Linked DNA regions of Mus musculus: regions 2, 3 and 4 are each linked to region 1. Evidence: chromatin contacts called from public promoter capture Hi-C data. All regions are on one chromosome and are shown on one strand. The core of a region is the stretch at or near the end of the contact, and the rest is flanking DNA. Distances in the headings are between cores, read along the strand shown. Region 1 holds the start of Slc35e3 (solute carrier family 35, member E3). Region 2 holds the start of Rab21 (RAB21, member RAS oncogene family). Region 3 holds the start of Helb (helicase (DNA) B). Region 4 holds the start of Zfc3h1 (zinc finger, C3H1-type containing).

What was found. Promoter capture Hi-C pulls out the DNA fragments that hold promoters and counts their contacts.
Region 2: a promoter capture Hi-C map of liver shows a contact between it and region 1, with 4 times the contacts expected there. The contact joins the promoter of Rab21 here to the promoter of Slc35e3 in region 1. A contact is called at or near these places in 2 of 39 promoter capture datasets (both in liver).
Region 3: a promoter capture Hi-C map of embryonic stem cells shows a contact between it and region 1, with 2.8 times the contacts expected there. The contact joins the promoter of Helb here to the promoter of Slc35e3 in region 1. A contact is called at or near these places in 4 of 39 promoter capture datasets (embryonic stem cells, hippocampal neurons, liver and 1 more).
Region 4: a promoter capture Hi-C map of liver shows a contact between it and region 1, with 2.8 times the contacts expected there. The contact joins the promoter of Zfc3h1 here to the promoter of Slc35e3 in region 1. A contact is called at or near these places in 2 of 39 promoter capture datasets (both in liver).

What each region holds. Positions count from the first base shown.
Region 1 is chr10:117,743,616-117,748,117 of GRCm38.p6, reverse strand. Slc35e3 (solute carrier family 35, member E3) reads left to right here and starts at 1,760. Exons shown (of 5, transcript NM_029875.2): 1 at 1,760-2,333; 2 at 3,123-3,233. The coding sequence starts at 1,932.
Region 2 is chr10:115,313,173-115,317,674 of GRCm38.p6, reverse strand. It overlaps Rab21 (RAB21, member RAS oncogene family), which reads left to right and starts at 2,084. Exons shown (of 7, transcript NM_024454.1): 1 at 2,084-2,481. The coding sequence starts at 2,329.
Region 3 is chr10:120,110,737-120,115,238 of GRCm38.p6, reverse strand. It overlaps Helb (helicase (DNA) B), which reads left to right and starts at 2,274. Exons shown (of 13, transcript NM_080446.2): 1 at 2,274-2,554; 2 at 4,011-4,406. The coding sequence starts at 2,377.
Region 4 is chr10:115,382,917-115,387,418 of GRCm38.p6, reverse strand. Zfc3h1 (zinc finger, C3H1-type containing) reads right to left here and starts at 2,460. Exons shown (of 35, transcript NM_001033261.2): 1 at 1,612-2,460. The coding sequence starts at 2,221. It overlaps Thap2 (THAP domain containing, apoptosis associated protein 2), which reads left to right and starts at 2,984. Exons shown (of 3, transcript NM_025780.4): 1 at 2,984-3,214. The coding sequence starts at 3,144.

The DNA of each region.
Region 1 (4,502 bases), core at 511-3,010:
GGACGAATAGTTGAACGTGTGCTGGTCTTATGGCAACACAAACTAAAGTAATCTGAAAGGGGGAGCCTCAACTGAAAACATGTCTCCACAGGATCCAGCTGTAAGTCATTTCCTTTAATTAGTGATTTGGGGGAGGGGCCAGCCCATTGTGGGTGGAGCCATCCCTGAGATGATGGGTGGGGGGTGAGGCGGAGCAAGCCCTAAGCTGCACCCCTCCCTGGCCTCCATCAGCTCCTGCCTCCAGGTTTCTGCCCTGTATGAATGAGTTCCAGTCCTAACTCCCTTTGGTGATAAACAGCTACGTGTAAGCCAAACAAACCCTTTCCTCCCCAACTAAGACAAGACATCTAAGTAAACGGGCAATTCTCTAAAAAAAATGCGGTACGAAAGAGGAACGTAGCTGATATGACGGCATCTGGTAAAGGTGCTTGCTTCCCAAACCCTACAGCATGAATTCAGTCCATCTGGTGGACGGAGAGAACTGACTCCGAGTTATCCTCTGACCGTCACACAGGCACCCATACACACACACACACACACACACACACACACACACACACACACACACACACACACGTAATTAACTGTGGAAAATTCATCAAAGAGTCTCTTGTGCCTCTGATGCAAAGACCTTCTTTTCAGTGCCAATTAGAAAAAAACGGTATCCTGGAGAAAACGGGCAGAGACATAAGCAAACAGATCATAAAAACCTATGAAATAGTGTCCAAAACTTAAAACTACACATTAGTTGCAAGGCATGTGACACTTCAATGGGTGGAAGCAGGGAGATCCGTTCTGTGTCATCCTTAGCTCTGTAGAGACTTCCAAGTCTGCTCTATTTAATCCCTGTAACATTGTAAAAGTGGGGGGTCCACGTTTTCAATCAGTGTGGACAGACTTTGAGTTGGTATTTGACGTTTGCAGATGAGAAATACCACTCTCATATTGTAACAGTGTGAATAAAAGTGAATATTGAGATCGAGTCTAGCCTGAATGAGTTCTCGGCCTCGAAAAACAAAACCAAAAATATATAATTTTTCACTTCCTCTCCAGCTCTGTAACTTTGAAACTGGACTGCATGCTTGCTACTATAATATGCCTCTTAGAAGTGCAATTAATATCTTGGGCATACAGGTAAATGTACTTGCTTCTTAGGTTTTACTAAAAAAAAAAAAAAACTTCGTGGGTAAAAAATTCTGTGGTTTAAAGTTTTTCGAGGCAAATACGCCAAAATATGTTTAAATCTACAGTAGACGACAGTTAGTTGTCCATCCACTCTTACCTGTTTAGACGGTTATTTTTGGTTTTTCGAGACAGGGTTTCTCTGTATAGCCCTGGCTGTCCTGGAACTCACTCTGTAGACCAGGCTGGCCTCGAACTCAGAAATCCGCCTGCCTCTGCCTCCTGAGTGCTGGAATTAAAGGCGTGCGCCACCACCGCCCGGCCTGTTTAGACTTTTAAAGATATTTTAAAATATGCTTTCAGTAAGTAATGCTCTGCCCCCCTTCAGAGGATTAAAACAGCTCAGCAACGTGGAGAGTAAAACTGGCGGGGAATCTGCGCCTCCCAGTAAGTCGGGGAATCGGCCACAGAAACTAATCTTCCCTGGGAGCCAAGGGCTTCCCTCCAGCCGAGTTAAGCAACCCAGCGGAGCGCCGAGCGCGCCTGCGCGGCGGAATCACGTGGCTGCGCGGGGGCGGGGCTGGGAGGAGCCGTGGCGGACCCGCTCGGAGGGCGGCGGCCTATTACCTCGCGGCGCAGCGACCGGGACCCGGCTGGCGCATGCCTGTCTCCGGCCGGACCGTGGAGCGGGCGGCTGCGGGCGCGCGGCGGCGGAGAGCCGGGACAGCGGGAGAGCGTCCGAGCGCCCCGCGGGGAGGCTGGACAGCCCGGGCTCGGCCGAGGACGCTGCTCCGCAGCCGGCGGGCATCATGGCATCGCTGGCGGACCGGGTCCGGGGCAACGGGCGCATCGCCGCCGGGCTCCTGTTCAACCTGCTGGTGTCCATCTGCATCGTGTTCCTCAACAAATGGATCTATGTACACCACGGCTTCCCCAACATGAGCCTGACCCTGGTGCACTTCGTGGTCACCTGGCTGGGCTTGTACATCTGCCAGAAACTGAACATCTTTGCCCCCAAAAGTCTGCCGCTCTCCAAGCTCCTCCTCCTGGCCCTCAGCTTCTGTGGCTTTGTGGTCTTCACCAACCTTTCTCTGCAGAACAACACCATAGGCACCTATCAGCTGGCCAAGGCCATGACCACGCCGGTGATCATAGCCATCCAAACCTTCTGGTACCAGAAGAGATTCTCCGTCAGAATACAGCTCACGCTGGTGAGTAGCTGCCGCTGCCGCTGCGCGAGCCTGTCCCTGCCCAGCTACCTGGCTGCCTTTCTCCCCGGGAAAACTGAATACACCTTGCTTATAGCCTGGCACGACGGAAGCCCATTCCCATAATCTTTACTCCACACACGAGCCAGGCCCTTATAAGAAGCTTGTTTGGGGAGGGGTGGAAAAGGCCATCTCGACACTCCGCTGCTATTTAGTAAATGGGTGTGTTCCTGATAGAAATCTTTAACTGCTGGGATTGATGAGGGAGAGAGCTGCCTTAATGGAACAGTTCAGTGTGTCAGGATATCTGCGAAAGCTCAACCTGGAAAGAAAAGAATATCCCCAGGAAATCGAACCAGAAGTGATAAACATGAAATGGTTTAGCATAAAATACCTCGGAATACACCTTCAGTGGCACACTGCTGGGGTGCCTTGTGTTTACATAAAAGGAGATTCGTTAAAATAACATTAGCACTTAGTGGTTTTTTCGTTTTTCCAGTCATAATGCTTTCCTCCTTCCTTGTTTATGCTTATGTGTTAAGTACTGGTTTGGGGGATTATTTTATTCCCTGTAAATGTGTGTCCTGTTTCCTTACAAAGCACAACGCACGGATTCATATTTTCTTCCAGATGTAGAGTTGTATGTGAATCTCTGTAGAGAAGGATTGGCAGTTTTCCCCAAAGAAAACTTACAGTGCTCCCCCACCCCAGCCCCACTGTTATGTTTCCTTAGTGTTGTAAGACATCATTCTTGAATTTAATCTCACAGCATTTGCCTCTTTGTCTTTGCAGATTCCTATTACTGTAGGTGTAATCCTAAATTCTTATTACGATGTGAAGTTTCATTCGCTTGGAATGGTGTTTGCCGCCCTTGGTGTGGTAGTCACGTCCCTTTATCAAGTGGTTGGTAACTTTTTTTTTTCTTTTTGTGCCTTTTTAGTAGACTTTGTAAATTTTGAAGCTGTAACCCAAGGTTTAGAGACTACAAGTATAGAGACAACAGACATGAGAAGAAAGCGTAACTGAGGAGGTGACGAGAGCAGAGGAGACAGCAGCTCAGGTGTGCGATGCCCACCAAGTGTCCAATTGTAAGCGCACGGTACCCCTGCTTAAGCGCAGCTGGGGACAAACTTCTTGGAAGTCTTCACAAAATGAGCAGTAAGGTTTTGCTTCCTAAGTTCATCGGTCGCATGTGTCATTTACTCTTTGATTATAAAGTCACTTGGGTGAAACACACACACTTCCAAACTTTTGAACATGAAAAAAATTCAGATGTGCATATTTTAAACTCAGAAGAAGTGTTGGTGTTACGACTTGCTCATGGGCCTCTGATAACTTGTCTGTGTCCGTAGAGAGTTTTCTAGGCTTTTAGCTTCCTGTGCAAGCAGGAGGCCTTGCCTGTAGCCAATAATCAGTTAATTTTTTTTCCATGGAGTCATTTCACTGCTGTAAGTTGCCAACAAGCTGGCTTTTGTGTCCTGTGTAGTGGGGAGAGGTCTAGCAGGGTATGGGGCAGTGAAACAGTCTCCTCTCTATGCTGGAAACCTTGGTCTGGAAATGCTGGGTGTGCCTGCGGGGAAATCAGAGCCAACCTGTAACCAGTGTTACCTCTGCCACACAAACATCGGCTGGCAGTAAAGAAAGACATTCTAGTTAAGAATGTTAGCTCAGAGCTGCACCCTAACACTTTACTGTTTGCTGCTGGGGTTGTCCCAGAAACATTGTTACTATATTTTGGGGGGAGGGGTGGAGGGCTGAGGATTGGGCCTACAGCCCGTTAGCCTTCTAAGCAAGCACTGTATACTGAGCTAAAACTCGCCTAGCCAGCTAACAACTTCAACAACACCCACAGCTTCTGAGCCTTCTTCTATGGCTGTTGTCGTCCTGATGTTGAATTCATGACCTCGCACACACTAGCCAAGTAGCCACCACTCAGCTGCAGCCCCAGCTCCCTCTACCGTTTATGTTTTACACTTTCTTATTTTGTTTGTATGCACATGTACATGTGTGTGCATGCACATTCGGGTCCCTGTGTGCACATAGAAGTCAGAGGGCAACTTTCAGGGACAGAGTCTGTTCTCCTAACACCTGGGTTTCTGCGCCCCACCTTTGGTGGTGTGAGGTTTGGCAGCAGAGACCTTTCCCCGCTCAGCTGTCATTGATCCCCTTTGT
Region 2 (4,502 bases), core at 835-3,334, 2.4 Mb after region 1:
TCAGATCTCATTATGGGTGGTTGTGAGCCACCATGTGGTTGCTGAGATTTGAACTCAGCAGTCGGGGCTCTTACCCACTGAGCCATCTCGCCAGCCCCTATGAGGAAAGATGTAGAATAAGTCTCTTTCCAAAAGAAGGTGCTTTCTAGTTCTAGAAATGATTGTGTAAAGTCCTCGTGGTAGGTATAGAGAGGAGTGTCTTCATTCGGGTTTTAATTGCAGCACTGAAACACCATGAACAGAAAGCAAGTTGGGGAGAAAGGATTTATTTGACTTACATTCTCACATCACTGTTCATCATTGAAGGAAGTCAGGACAGGAACTTAAACAGGGCAGGAACCTGGGGGCAGGAGCTGATGCAGAGACCATGGACAGGTGCTGCTTACTTGCTCGCTCCCCATGGCTTGCTCAGCCTGCTTTCTTATAGAACCCAGGACCACCAGCCCAGGGATGGCCCCACCCACAATGGGCTGGGCCCACCCCCTTGACCACTAATTGAGAAGATGCCTTACAGCCGGATCTTATGGTGGCATTTTCTCATTTGAGGTTCGTTCCCTCCTTTCAGATAACTCTAGTTTGTATGTCAAATTGATGTAAGACTACGCAGCATAAGGAGTAGATAATATAATCTCATTTATAAAAATAATTGACAAGATAATCTTATAAATGATTGATTCTAGAGAGACATACGTAATTTTAGCCTTGTCCAATTTTCTAATTATAATTTTGTAAAAGGACCCGATAACATTCTGTACCAGGTTAAAGACTGTTTTTGAATTGATACCTTGCAAGTTACATCACAAATTCTTTTCCTATTTGCATTATTATTGTAAATATTATCATTATTATTATTACTGAAATGGTGTCTTGCTATGTAGCTCCAATTAGCTTAGAGCTCACAATTCAAAAGAGGCTGGCCTTGAACTTAAAGGTAATGTCTCTGATTTCTTGTCTGACTTCTTGTCACACGTCAATGTCGGATGCTCCTTTCTACTTCACGGCTCTCCTTTTTGCCGAAGATACTCCTAACAAAAGGCAGCTTTCTCCAGGAAGCTCTTCTAGGACGCTAACTCAGCTAGCTTCCCATGTATCTTTGTAAAACATTCTGAATTGCTTCTCCTTAAAAAGCATGCAGTGTGTAAATTGCGCATGCGTTGTTTCCTTGGTTAAAAATGTAAGCTCTCTGAGGACAGAGACATTGTATCTAATGCGACACAGAGAATGGCAAGCATTGGCTACATTCACGCCCTCGTTGAATGAACGAATGAGCTGCCTTTAAGTTGAAGTGTAAAATTAGTCTGATGAGATGAAAGTTTATTTTAAGTGACACCAAACTACAAAATTTCAGAAATACCAGGTTGCTTTCTTGGAAAGTGTATTTCATGAAATAAAATGGAAACACAGGAAGAAAAAATAAGCAATCGTCCAATAAACCAGACCCATCAAAGTGGACTCAGCATAGACAGAAATCCTGGGGAACCAGGAGTGATGACTGATGATGGGACCGCATTTATTCTTAGCCTGGGCTTTTAGGGCTGGAAACGGAGAGAAGTTAAGTCTTCTGCAATCCTTGCTCTTAAACCTACAACCGAATCGGAATTCCACCGAGTGTGGCAAGCAGCGATAAAGAAGGCGCACCATTGTTAGGAAATATCTCGGTGAGGAAGTGAGTAAGAGGGATGGAAGGATGTGGGAAGGTCTGGGTGGTCAGGGAAGCCTTTCCGGTTTAAGCTGAGACCTGGACGATGACTCGAGGACCTGGCCGTGTGGACGAACTGTAAAGTTCATGAGCCCGGATTTGTGCGCCCAGAGAAAGAGACTCAAGGGCACCTTGGCCGGACTTTGCGTGTGATGACCCCTGGTGTGATGGCTATCCGCTTTGGGACCATTCCTCGGGCCGGGCGATCATGTCCTGTATTCTATTCCATCAGAGTGGGGTCAGATCGCAAAGATCAGCTCCTTCCCACCGCAGGATTCCCGGGATGCTGAGCCGGTTCGTGCGGACGCGGAAACAGGCCCAGGCTCGCCCGCCGCCGACTCCGCCCACCGCGGTCACGTGACGAGGGGTGTGACGTAGGAGGAAGGAGACGCCATTAGAGGGAGGAGAGGCAGCTCTCCCCTAGCCTCGGGTCCCTGACGTGGTGGCCGGGGCCCTTCATTCTGGGACTTTCTCTCGGCCCTCGCAGGCCTCGCCCGCGGAAGGACGCGGCGAGCACCGGGCTCGGCGGGGCGTGAAAGAGCCGGGCCCGGGAGGAGCGGGCGCCCCGGCGGCGGCGGTGCGGGGTTCGGCGCGGCGCTGGGCTCGGGCGGCGGGGTAGCGGCGGCGGGATGGCTGCGGCCGGCGGCGGGGCGGCGGCGGCGGCGGGCCGAGCCTACTCCTTCAAGGTGGTGCTGCTCGGGGAAGGCTGCGTGGGGAAGACGTCGCTGGTGCTGCGCTACTGCGAGAACAAGTTCAACGACAAGCACATCACCACCCTGCAGGTGCAGACCCCGGGGAGCCGGGCTGGGGACCCGCGCCCGCTCCTCTGCCTCTGGCCTGTCAAACCCCCTTCCCTGCCTTCCCATTGCCTTTTGCAATCGCTTTGGGGACCCGCGGGCCTCAGCACACGGTAGATGTCAAGACCCACAGTGGGGAGGGAGAGGACCCGGAAAAGTCCCCAGTTGCCGGTGGAGGCTGCGCAGGTCGGGGAGTCCCCCGGTCTGCGTGCTGGTTTTCCCCTCTGATGGGCTTCGGCTGGGGACACCAGGTGTTTTCACTCTGTGGTCTCCGAGACCATCAGCCCTTCTTCTTTCTTCGCCAAGTAGGAACTCGGATACGGATTAGAATTTGCGAACGAGGTGGTTTGTAACTTCCAGAGCGTACTGATGACTAAGTGTTTATGCAAGTTCCATTTTGTCCTGCTTTCAAAGTAAATGGAGTGGTAAAACACCCGTCGTTGGAGGGTTTTTTTGTTTTTGTTTTAAACGACTGTTTGCTGCTTGTCGGTTACCCCGTTTCTTTGCAGCCTTCTTGTGTCCGGACGTGTGGCTTCCTTATTCTTTGGGGTTTGATCTTATCCGCGTTGAAACATCGTGTTGCGTAGTGGCCAGCAATCGGTCTTCAAACTAAAAAAAAAAAATCTAGGCACTGCTGCTACACGTTTTCTTTACTGTCAGGCCATAAAACGCTGGCTTTCTTCTACAGTTCCATTGGAAGTGTGGAAGTGTTACAATGTAATTGAAAGTGAAACCAGGCCATTGAAGGATCTGCGATCTCCCTGGTCTCCTTAAAAAAAAAAATCAGTTTGCATGTGTTCGAAGGAATTTATCTATTAACATGTCTTGATCAGACTGTCCAGAGGCTAAAAAAGCTAGTGATCTTGAGTTTGGGCGTCTGGATCCATATCCTACCCCCATTTATTTCCATAGCCCCGTGATCTTAGGTAAATTGCTTAACCGTGCATCCCTGGGTTTCTACTGCTACTGTACTCATAATGATTATATCTAGTGCACAGAGTTGTCAAGGTAAATAAGGAAACGCACTTAGCACCTGAAGTGGGGGATAAACACTTATTACCCCTCAGACTTGACAATAGATCTTAATTAACACAGATGCTACTGGAATGCATAAGCTAATGAGTGTGACATTTGATGTCGGGTGCAATTATTTAACAACTGAGTGTAGAGTGTGCAAGGATGCTCCAGTTCTGATCCCGTCCCTATTTTTACACCTGTTTTCAATCCCTTATAAAGCCTAACACCGAAAGAAATGTCAGGTGATAATGCCCACATAAACAGTATGGCGGAGCCCGCGCTTGCTCAGGCCTGGCTAGATTTGAGTCGGTATGGTTCACCGCCTCTGGAGATTAATAAACAACCCATTTCACACTTCTCTTTGTTCTACACTGGAAGAGGAAAGAAAAAGGTCTTGCAGTTGAAAGCTTAACTGGAAAATTAATTTAGCTCTTCAGCCTAAAAATGGCACTGTGGAGTCCAGCGGTGGCGGCACCTGTCTGTCCTGAACCCCAGGACTCGGGAGGCAGAGCAAGCAGATCTCTTGAGTTGGAGGCCAACTTGATCTGCAGAATAAGTTCCAGACCAGCTAGTGCTACCCAGTGAGACCCTGTCTCAAAAGAACACACAAAACAATTGTGCTCACATTATATATTTTCTAAGACGCCTCAGTGCTAAAGGTGATGAATGATTTCCAGGTCTGTGGCAAGAAGCCGGTCTGACCCACACTGGGAAGGTGGGCTATGGTGGATCTCAGGACAGGTAACATCACAGCTGAGATTTTTATGTGACTCAGTGTAGACAGTGTAAGGATTCCATTACAGAAGCCAAGGTTTTAACTAACACAAGGAAACTGCACTGGGATTCCTTCCTTGGGGGGGGGGGGGTAGCAGTTCCCCACCTCGTTCTCACCCTCCCCCCCCAGAGAAGTTTGTATCATCTGTAAGCAGATGCTGCATCAGAGGTGGGAGAGAAAATCCTTCACAAACTACTTATCCTTTTAAAGTGCT
Region 3 (4,502 bases), core at 1,025-3,524, 2.4 Mb before region 1:
CGTAAGCAGGTCGGTGACAGATATTTGAGGGGTGAATTTCAGAGAGCAAATACGGGGGGACACCAATAAGGAGGCCAGCAGAGAGGCTTAAGATGGATCAGAATATAAATGGCCAGACAGGCAGGACAGAAACTTGAGAGAGATGCGAAGAAGCAGAGGTCAAGGCCTCCAAACACTTTAGGATACCATAGCTATCCGTGCCAAATATTGCTGAGAGTTCAGGTAAAACACAGGCTAAAAGGTATCCTCTGCTGGCGCCTGTATTGTAACAATAACCACGTGTGAAGGAAGTGAATGAATAAGAAGCAAAAGGAGAAGGAGGTGGCTACTCCTAAAGTGAGGAGGAGATTTGTATTGTAGATATACGGGGAAGCTGGCAGAACAAGAGTACAGGCTGAACATGGCCTGCAGACTAAACGGGACCTTGAGAGGCCGGTGGTGGGGGGAGAAGAACGAGCAAGAGAGGAGCGGCCCACCAAGGTGGCCCAGGCCAAGTGGCCAATGGAGAGCACAGGGTAAACAAAAGGCGGAATTATACAGGGAAGGGAAGCAAAGCTCATGGGCTGGAGACGTTCAAGACAAGGGGAGGGGTGTGCTAGCCTTATCCTGTAACTGGCTGGGGCTAAGGGATGCAGGGAGAACCTGGCAGCCAGGTAGCATTGATATGTTAAATAGGCAACTAAGTAAGACAATTGTCTCCAGTTGGTTACTGGTAGTAATTCAAACTGTGTAGCAGAGCCTTGGAAACAAAGTTTTCCTCCCAGGAATATTTACCAATATACCTTAGGGGAAGATTAGTTCAGTTTTTCTCAAAACACATTATACCACAGTCCCTCTACATCTGTGGGGGGGGTGATTTCTGACCTCCTCAGATACTAGGGAAAATGCTATAGAGAGGGATAGAGAGATGGCTCTAACTGCTCTTCCAGAGATAGGTCCATTCCCAGCACCCACGTGACAACTAAGTATACAGCCTGGAAGTTTTGCTTTGGGTATGCAGAGTGCACAGACACATATGCTAGCAAAAAAAAAAAAAAAAAAAAAAAACCTCACGCACATGAAAAAAAAAGGAATCTAAAAGAAAGATGCCTGTGCGTATTCGTTATGGTTGATCCTATGCACGTGACATTTGGGTATGACAAATGCCTTTATTAGAAACCAGCAACACAGCTTTGGGGTTTAATAAAAACATAGTTTTTAGGATTAACGTTAGGATAATTACATAATAAACAATAACCTTAAAGTAAAATAGTATTTTATAGCGCCCCTTAAAGGGCACCGCGACTTTTAAACACTATCCATCTAGAGAACCGCGGCCGCAGTATTCAGCTTTTGTTCTTTTTTTTTTCTTTTCTTCTTTTTTTCTTTCGAGACAGGGTTTCTCTGTATAGCCCTGGCTGTCCTGGAACTCACTTTGTAGACCAGGCTGGCCTCGAACTCAGAAATCTGCCTGCCTCTGCCTCCCTAGTGCTGGGATTAAAGGCATGCGCCACCAAGCCCGGCTGTTCTTTTTTTTTCTATCTCAAGTCTGCATATTCTCTGGGCTACAAGTCCCCACCTTTTGCTTTACTGAAAACAGGAACTAGGGCGGTGGACCTAGAGTGTGTTCCAGGTCAGCCAGGGCTACACAGAGAAACCCTATCTCGAAAAAACAACAAAACAAAACAAAACAAAACAAAACAAAACAAAACAAAACAAAAAGAAGTCGAGGAGAGTAGTATATAAACGGGAAAGAAAGCCAGTGGTTTCCAAAGCGGGAAAAGCATAAAAATGGACAACCCAGGTCATGCATTAAAAATGAGAAAGTACATCACAACTTTAACTCCCAATGCAGAGGATATATACAAAGGGACCTAGTTATCTACTTGGATAAATGCCCTCCCTACATGATGTAAATTCAACTTCTCCGCGGCGCTTTTACGTGTAAGGAGGCACCTAGCCGTCGCCACCACGCTCTCCGGATTGGAGATTCACTCTTTTGGGTAGTGCCCCAAGGTCTTTAGAGGCCTCTGCTGTGTTCTTTTTAAGAGAGCGGGCAGAGGATGCCCTGCTTTCCCGGGGTTCTCTGCGCCCAAGAGTCGTGACCTTTCACCACGTCTCCTTCTCCGCAGGAAACGCCCAGCACCTCTAAAAAGAGCAGTTCTGAAACTGTCAGCAGCCAGCCCGCCGTGGTACCTCCCAGCCTGCTGGTCCCGCCTGTCACCAGTCTCCTCCTTTGGGGCGGAGCATCGCTCAGACCACGCCCCCATACCGCCCGCCTCCTGGATGTTCCCGGAAGCTGACCGGCTTACCCGGGTCGAGTTGATTGGTTGCAGTTTTGGACACCGCGCGCCAGGTTTTGTAGAGTTGTTTTGAGCCAAGTTCGCCGAAGAGATAATGGCTAGGCAGGATCGTCTGCGCGAGCTCCTGGGCCCTCTGCACCCGTACAAGAGCGACGACGAGGAGGAGGATTGTGCGCAGGAGGAGGAGGGGGAGCAGGAGGAGGAGTTTGTGGATGCCGAGGAACTCTGCAGCGGGGGCATCAAGGCGGGCAGCCTCCCTGGGCGCGCGCGAGGTGAGCCAGCGCCAGCCGGGCCGGGTTGGCAGGGGTCAAAGAAGTATTTTCGATTCTCACTGCCCGGCACCCAGCGTCCTTGACTGTTGACAGACAGACCTGTGGTGTGACTGGCTGCTTCACCGTACTTAGATGTGGTAGTAATAGTCGTAATGACTCAGAGCACATACTGTGTTAAGCTTGGTTTTTTCATATATCGTCTCGCTTAAAGTTAACAGTTGGGGGTAGTTTTACAGTCGAGGAAATAGATGCACCCTCATTCCCACCCAGAAACAGAATCCTTTAATTATTGTACCACGCTGGCTGAATAAGAGACGGAGTTGCTGTTAAGCAACTTTGAGAAAAAGAGCAAGCGCGCGGAAACACACGGCCACACACACACACACACACACACTCACATACACACAGATTTACACATATACATACACACATACATAAACACACTCATACACATTTACACACATACACTTACACATACATATACATGCCCACACATTCACACATACATGTTCATACACACACACACACACACACACATTGTATTTTCATGGTCTAGTACAGTAATAGCTGCTGACCAGGACCATGTGTGGCAACTGACCATTGGCAATTTAAACACAACTTTGGCTGTGTTTGAAATTAAATAGAAAGGATTACATGTTGATGGAAGTGTAACTGGCTATCCTGGCCAAGCATTTGCTACTGGGACAGGCCAGGGAGAGAAAATGGCGAAGTTGCTGTCTCAGTGGAAATACTACTTGTGAATTAAGCAGCCATTTTGGTTTTTTTTTTTTTTTGAGATTTATTTATTTTGTGTACATGAGTGCTCTATCTGCATCTATACCTGCATACCAGAAGAGGGCATCAGATCCCATTATAGATGATTGCGAACCACCATGTGGTTGCTGGGAATTGAATTCAGGACCTCTGGCAGAGCAGCCAGTGCTCTTGGCTGAGCCATCATGTCTATAGCACCTAGGCAGACATTCTTTAATCAGAGAAGTAACCCCAACTTAGTACTTAGTACCAGACAGCACTTGGAGAAGTGACATTCATGAGATGCAGACACGGCTTTGCTAAAGAAGTCCGCTGAGCTGAGCTCTGTGGTAACTGTAGGAACTGGCCAGGAGCAGCATGTACCTCTGAGTAACTTCATGCAGAGGGAGGCACCATGGAAAATTCTTTAAGACCTACATAAAGGCTGATACTGGCTAAGGCGGCGGTAATAGGGAGACTGGATTTAGAAGAATCAGATTCATGGCTTGAATTGTGCCTACTTCAGCAACACCCAGATGGAGCAGCATTCTGTTGTAGACAGAGTCAGTCAGAGTGAGGTGTTCCAGGTAGCGGGTAGATGTCTGTATGGGTGCTGCCTGTGTGTATGTGTGAGGGGATCAGAGTGAGGTAAATGTCGAGGGAAATCATAACAAATTTCCTGTTATCTCCCCTTCTCATTTAGTGTCTATCCCTGATGAGTATACTAAAGAGAAATGTACCGTGTACGGACGTTTCCCACTCAAAGGTCCGTGGTGGCGCGTGAAGGTCCAGGTCCTGAAACCCCAGCGATCCAGGAGCTATCAAGTTCAAGGCTTTCCGGCATACTTTCTACAGGTTGATATGTCGCCACCAGATCAAAAACAAATCTGTTCGCTTTTTCTTAAAGAATGCAACTTAGCCTCTGAGCGCATACAGGAATTTTTAAAATGGGTAGAAAAAGTGTCAAGCTTTGAAAATCTACACTTTGAAAATCTTTGGGAAACATTAAGGCTTTTCTACAGAGAAACCGAAAAGAAAGATAAAAAGCTGTCTACACCAAGGGAGCAGCAGGGTGAGGAGATGAGAGTGGAAAAATCATGTAAGTACTATTTCTATTGGTGAGTTTTGGTGTCAGCCAGACATTCAGGGACTGGAGTGCTTCAACTGTTAATTTTGCTGTACCTTCCACGGATAA
Region 4 (4,502 bases), core at 1,211-3,710, 2.4 Mb after region 1:
TAAAAGTTCGTATATGGCATAATCCCCAAATAGAAGTACATGAACAGAAGAAAGGTGAAAGCAGGAGGTAACAGGAATTATAACCACAACTTTCTAAAGCAGAGGAGATTGAGACAACCTTTGAATTGCCACAGTTGAATTGCCAAAGGGTCCTCGGGATGATGGTTTGGTTTTTTGTTTTGTTTTGTTTTGTTTTGTTGTTTTGTTTTTTTTTTTTTTACAAAACTCTATTTTCATTGTTTGTCCAGTACAAATTACAAATTTTCATCTAGCTAACTTTACATGCTTATATGTATTTAAACATCCTTTGATTTTTAATTCAGAAAGCAAATCCATGAATGGCTCATGTTTGCATAGAATCATGGGTAAAGGTTTTCTAATCTTCATTAAGAACATTCATCATCTTTTAAAAGGTTACCTACCTGTGATTTTTCTCCAAAACGATCTTGAGATGCTTCTAAAACAATGACAGGTAATAAAAGTAAAAGCTTTTTCGGGACACAGGAACCAAAATCTGTTCTTTATGCATTCCTTGCTCAATATCACGCAGCTGGCAGAAGCACAGCTGGCCTAAAGTTCTCCATAAAAAGTATTTTGAGTATCTTCCAATCAAGTGTCAGACGTACATTTTATAGAAAATATATTAAACAGTCATCACATCATGGGAATTATAGCCAGTAATGAGAGTGCTTAGTAAATTATTTTAAAAAGTAGAAGTCAGGACATATAAACTCATAAAAACAGGAAAGCTTTTGACAATTTCTTAGCATAAATCCCGAGTAAACTTAGTAATGTTAAAGATAACTGAGAATAAGGTGAGAGGGTGCAGAAATTAGGACATTTCTTCTCCACTAGCCCATACCCTCCCTATCCATCTCTCCTTTTCTAACACACTAAGCTTAAAGTGCTGGGAAGTTTATCTTTCTCTGACCTACATGTCAGCAACACAAAAAGTTATAAAGCCAAAAAGCCAACATAGGAGAGTGAACTTAATGCATATAGCTTTCCAAACTACTTATGAATTTAAAAGAGCTGAATTGTAAAACTGGTAAAAATAAAGGATCTGCACACGCGCGTGCACACACACACACAAACACAGAAAACAAAGGGCAGCAACGGGGATGAATAACTACAAATTTAAGAAAAAAAAAATCACAAGAACAGTAAGAATTACAGAGGAAAACTTTACGAACTCTAAAGTCAGGACGTAATAAAAGTAACAGTATTCCTCCAGATGTTTGAGTACTTCTTTTCCTTAATAATCTAAGTCGATTTCCTGTTAAATACGAAATCCCAGGGCTTGCAAAAAAGAAACAAACAAACAAATAGACAAACAAAACTTGGGCTGTTGGTGTCCTGTTTAAAAACCCAGACTGTATTTCATTTCCCTAGCTGACCCGAATCCATGACACAGTCCTATCCAAAAGCAAAAGGCACCCATTCAGTCAAACAGCCTACGAAAATAGCGGTGGAGTGCGGCCCGTGACAACCGCCGACGAACGGGGGAGAGAAATGAGTGGTTCTGAAAAGTTAAAAAACTCCGGGACCTAGCCATGACGCCAAAGGGAGCTCCGGCGACACACCCAGGGCGGACCGCCACGTTAAGGATACAGCTCTTGCGGGGTGGAGAGGGTTCTCGCCAGCTCTGGCTGCTGCCGAATCCGGATCCCGCTCCTCCTGATCCTCCTCCTCCAGGAGGTCTGCACCCCGGCTTGCCTCCTCGCTCCCCCACTCCTCGCCCCCGACTCCAGCGACTCCCACCCCGGTAAGGCCTGCTGCCTCGAAAGCGGAAACGGTCCAGGGCGATGTGGCTCCGCTCCCAGAAGGACGGCCGGGGGCTGCTTTCCGACAGGGACCCCGACGGCATCCGCCCTGGGGGCGGGTGAGTCCGGAACGGTTCTTTGGGTCGGTAGCTGCTGGGTCCCCTGAGCTGGCCCCGCTCGGCCGGGTGCCGTGAGCGTGAGAAATTCCTCAGCTGCTGCTGGGAGGACGACGAGGAGGACGAGGAGCCGCCGCCGCCTCCCCCGGATCCACCGCCCCGGGCCGGGGGAGGAGGCCGCCGCCGCGGGTACGGTAACAGCCCGCCGCCGCTGCTGCTGCTGCTGCTGCTCCGGCTCCGGCTGTTGTCGTCGTCGCTGATCTCCCCGTCTTCGAGCTCCCCTTCTTCCTTCGGCGAGAGGCCGCTAGAGGCCGGGGTCGAAGGATCGGCGGCGGCCGCCATCCGGAGTGCAGCGCTGGCCACACGACCTGAAGCCCTCCGGCCGGGGACCGCCCGACCGCCGCCTGCCTTCCCCTTCCTCCTCCGCCCTCTGTCCTAACGGACCCGGCGGGCGCGGCCTTTCCCGTGCTCGGACGCCCGGCAGGTTCTGCTCCCCAACTTCCCCGCACCCCAGATCGCTCTCTCTCGCTCGTCGGACCGTCGCTCGCCAGTTCCCTCTCCTAGCGCCCCCTTGCTGCTCTTCCGCCTCGCGAGAAAGCCTCTGTAGAAGGAGGCCGGGTCCCGAGCGTCATTTCCTGCGGCACGCCGGAAGGCGACCCTCCGAGTCTTGCGAGACAGGAAGCGCCCACCCCCATGTCCGCCGCGGTGCTGGCTGGGATTTGTAGTCTCCTCTTGCTCCAGGCTTCGCCCTTGTGTCCCTGCAGTCTTAACTGTCCCCTAGCATCCCGTCCGAGGTGGCAGGCGGGGAAGGAAGGGGTTAGTGTCTGGGTTGCGGACATGCTCTTTCAGCCGCAGACCTGAGTTTCAGAGTCATTAGTCGGTGGGGAAGACATCTGCCATCTTCTCATTCATTGCTAGGGGGCCCCCGTCTGAGACGCTGGACCTAGTCTCTTTGGGACCCCGGGAGGTAGGGGAGGGCGGGGAGCGGGTGTGGCCGCCATGTTGGTGAAGGCGACTGTCTGCGCCCGGAGCTCCGGCACGTTGGCTCTGCAGGCCTAAGCCCGCCATATTAATAAAGAGACAGGAGAGTGGGCCCTCCCTCCCACCCCGGTACTGTGCACGCCCCTCTGCCCTCCCCGCGCTCTGCACCGAGCTGGCGGCGCGGGGTCGCCTGCCTCGTTTGTCTAGCGTTTGACAGAAGCTTGCTTAGCGGGCAGCGCCTCCGAAGTGGCGTAAGGTGGCGCCGAATGAGGGGCCCGGGGAAATGCCGACCAATTGCGCCGCGGCGGGCTGTGCTGCTACCTACAACAAGCACATTAACATCAGCTTCCACAGGTAAACCTGGGAGGGGAGCGGGGTGACGGAAACGGGAGCCTAGGCAGTCTTGAGTCTCGGTCGTGTCAGAAGAACAAGGTCCTCTGACTTTGGTCACTTGCCCAGCTGCGAAGAGCAAGGGGAGCCTCGCTCTTGTCCTTTGTGTGTGGGTCCGCACATCTGGAAACATTTGCTCCTTTTCCGAGGAAAGTTTACCAAATTTGAAAAAAAAAAAAGAAAGAAAGGAAGAAAAGAAAAAGAAACCCGAGTTACTATGCCTTGCATTAAAAAGTGATGAGTATACCTTTATTTTCTACTCTTTTATTTTTTATATCTTAGACCATGCCTTAAGAAGAATGACGCCATAAGGGTTCAAACCAACAAATCACTTTAGAAGCCTGCTGAGTTCGAGTTAAGATTAGGCAATTTTCACTACTGGAATTGACGTGGGAAACATTTCTAATAGTCACACATGGTAACTGAGTCAATCTAATTAAGCAATGTTTATCAAAGAGCAAATAGAAACTCTCTCTTGAACAGAATCACGCACTCACACACAGGTTGAACGTACAGTCATGTCTTTAATTCTGTTAAGTCAAACTCCAAAGCATGTGAACACCGACTTGAATATAATAGGCGGCACTCAGTAAATGGTCACCTTTCCTTCTAGAACTGCCAACTGCCTGAAGAAAAGAAATACTGAAAACTAAACTGAAAACAGTTCTGATTTTATATGCTGTACCATTATACCTTGTGATCTTAGAAATATCTTTGCTCTTTTTCCTACCTCACTGTTACTACGTGCATCCCCTAACTAAAAGCTGCCACTTTCAAAATCCCTCTGATGTTTGTTTTTAAAGTATTTCATGCAAATGTAGTGCTTTATTCGTTCTTACAGCTAATGTACACTGGGTCCCTAATTGCCGGACATTATGCTAATGATGTAGATAGTTCTTACCCTCGGGGACTTTAGAATTGAATAGAGGAGTGCGGCATAATTTCTGTTGAGTGCCACAGAAAAGACTTTCAGAGAGACCTAATTTAGCCTCAGAAAGTCAAAGGACACTTCACAAAAGAGGTGACATGTCAGATGACACCAAAGGATGACAGAGATTTGGTCTTCTATATTAAAGCGTTTTCTACTTTGTTCCAAGAGTACTTGAAGAAGCCCCATGACTATGAAAAGACGGGCACGGTTAGATTTACATAATAAAAAGCCTTCTGGCTGCTGCAGAGAGTTAAGAGTGATACTTAAAGTGCCAGTTGCACATCGCCAGAGAGGAATTTGATGAGAAGGAAGCCTTATAGA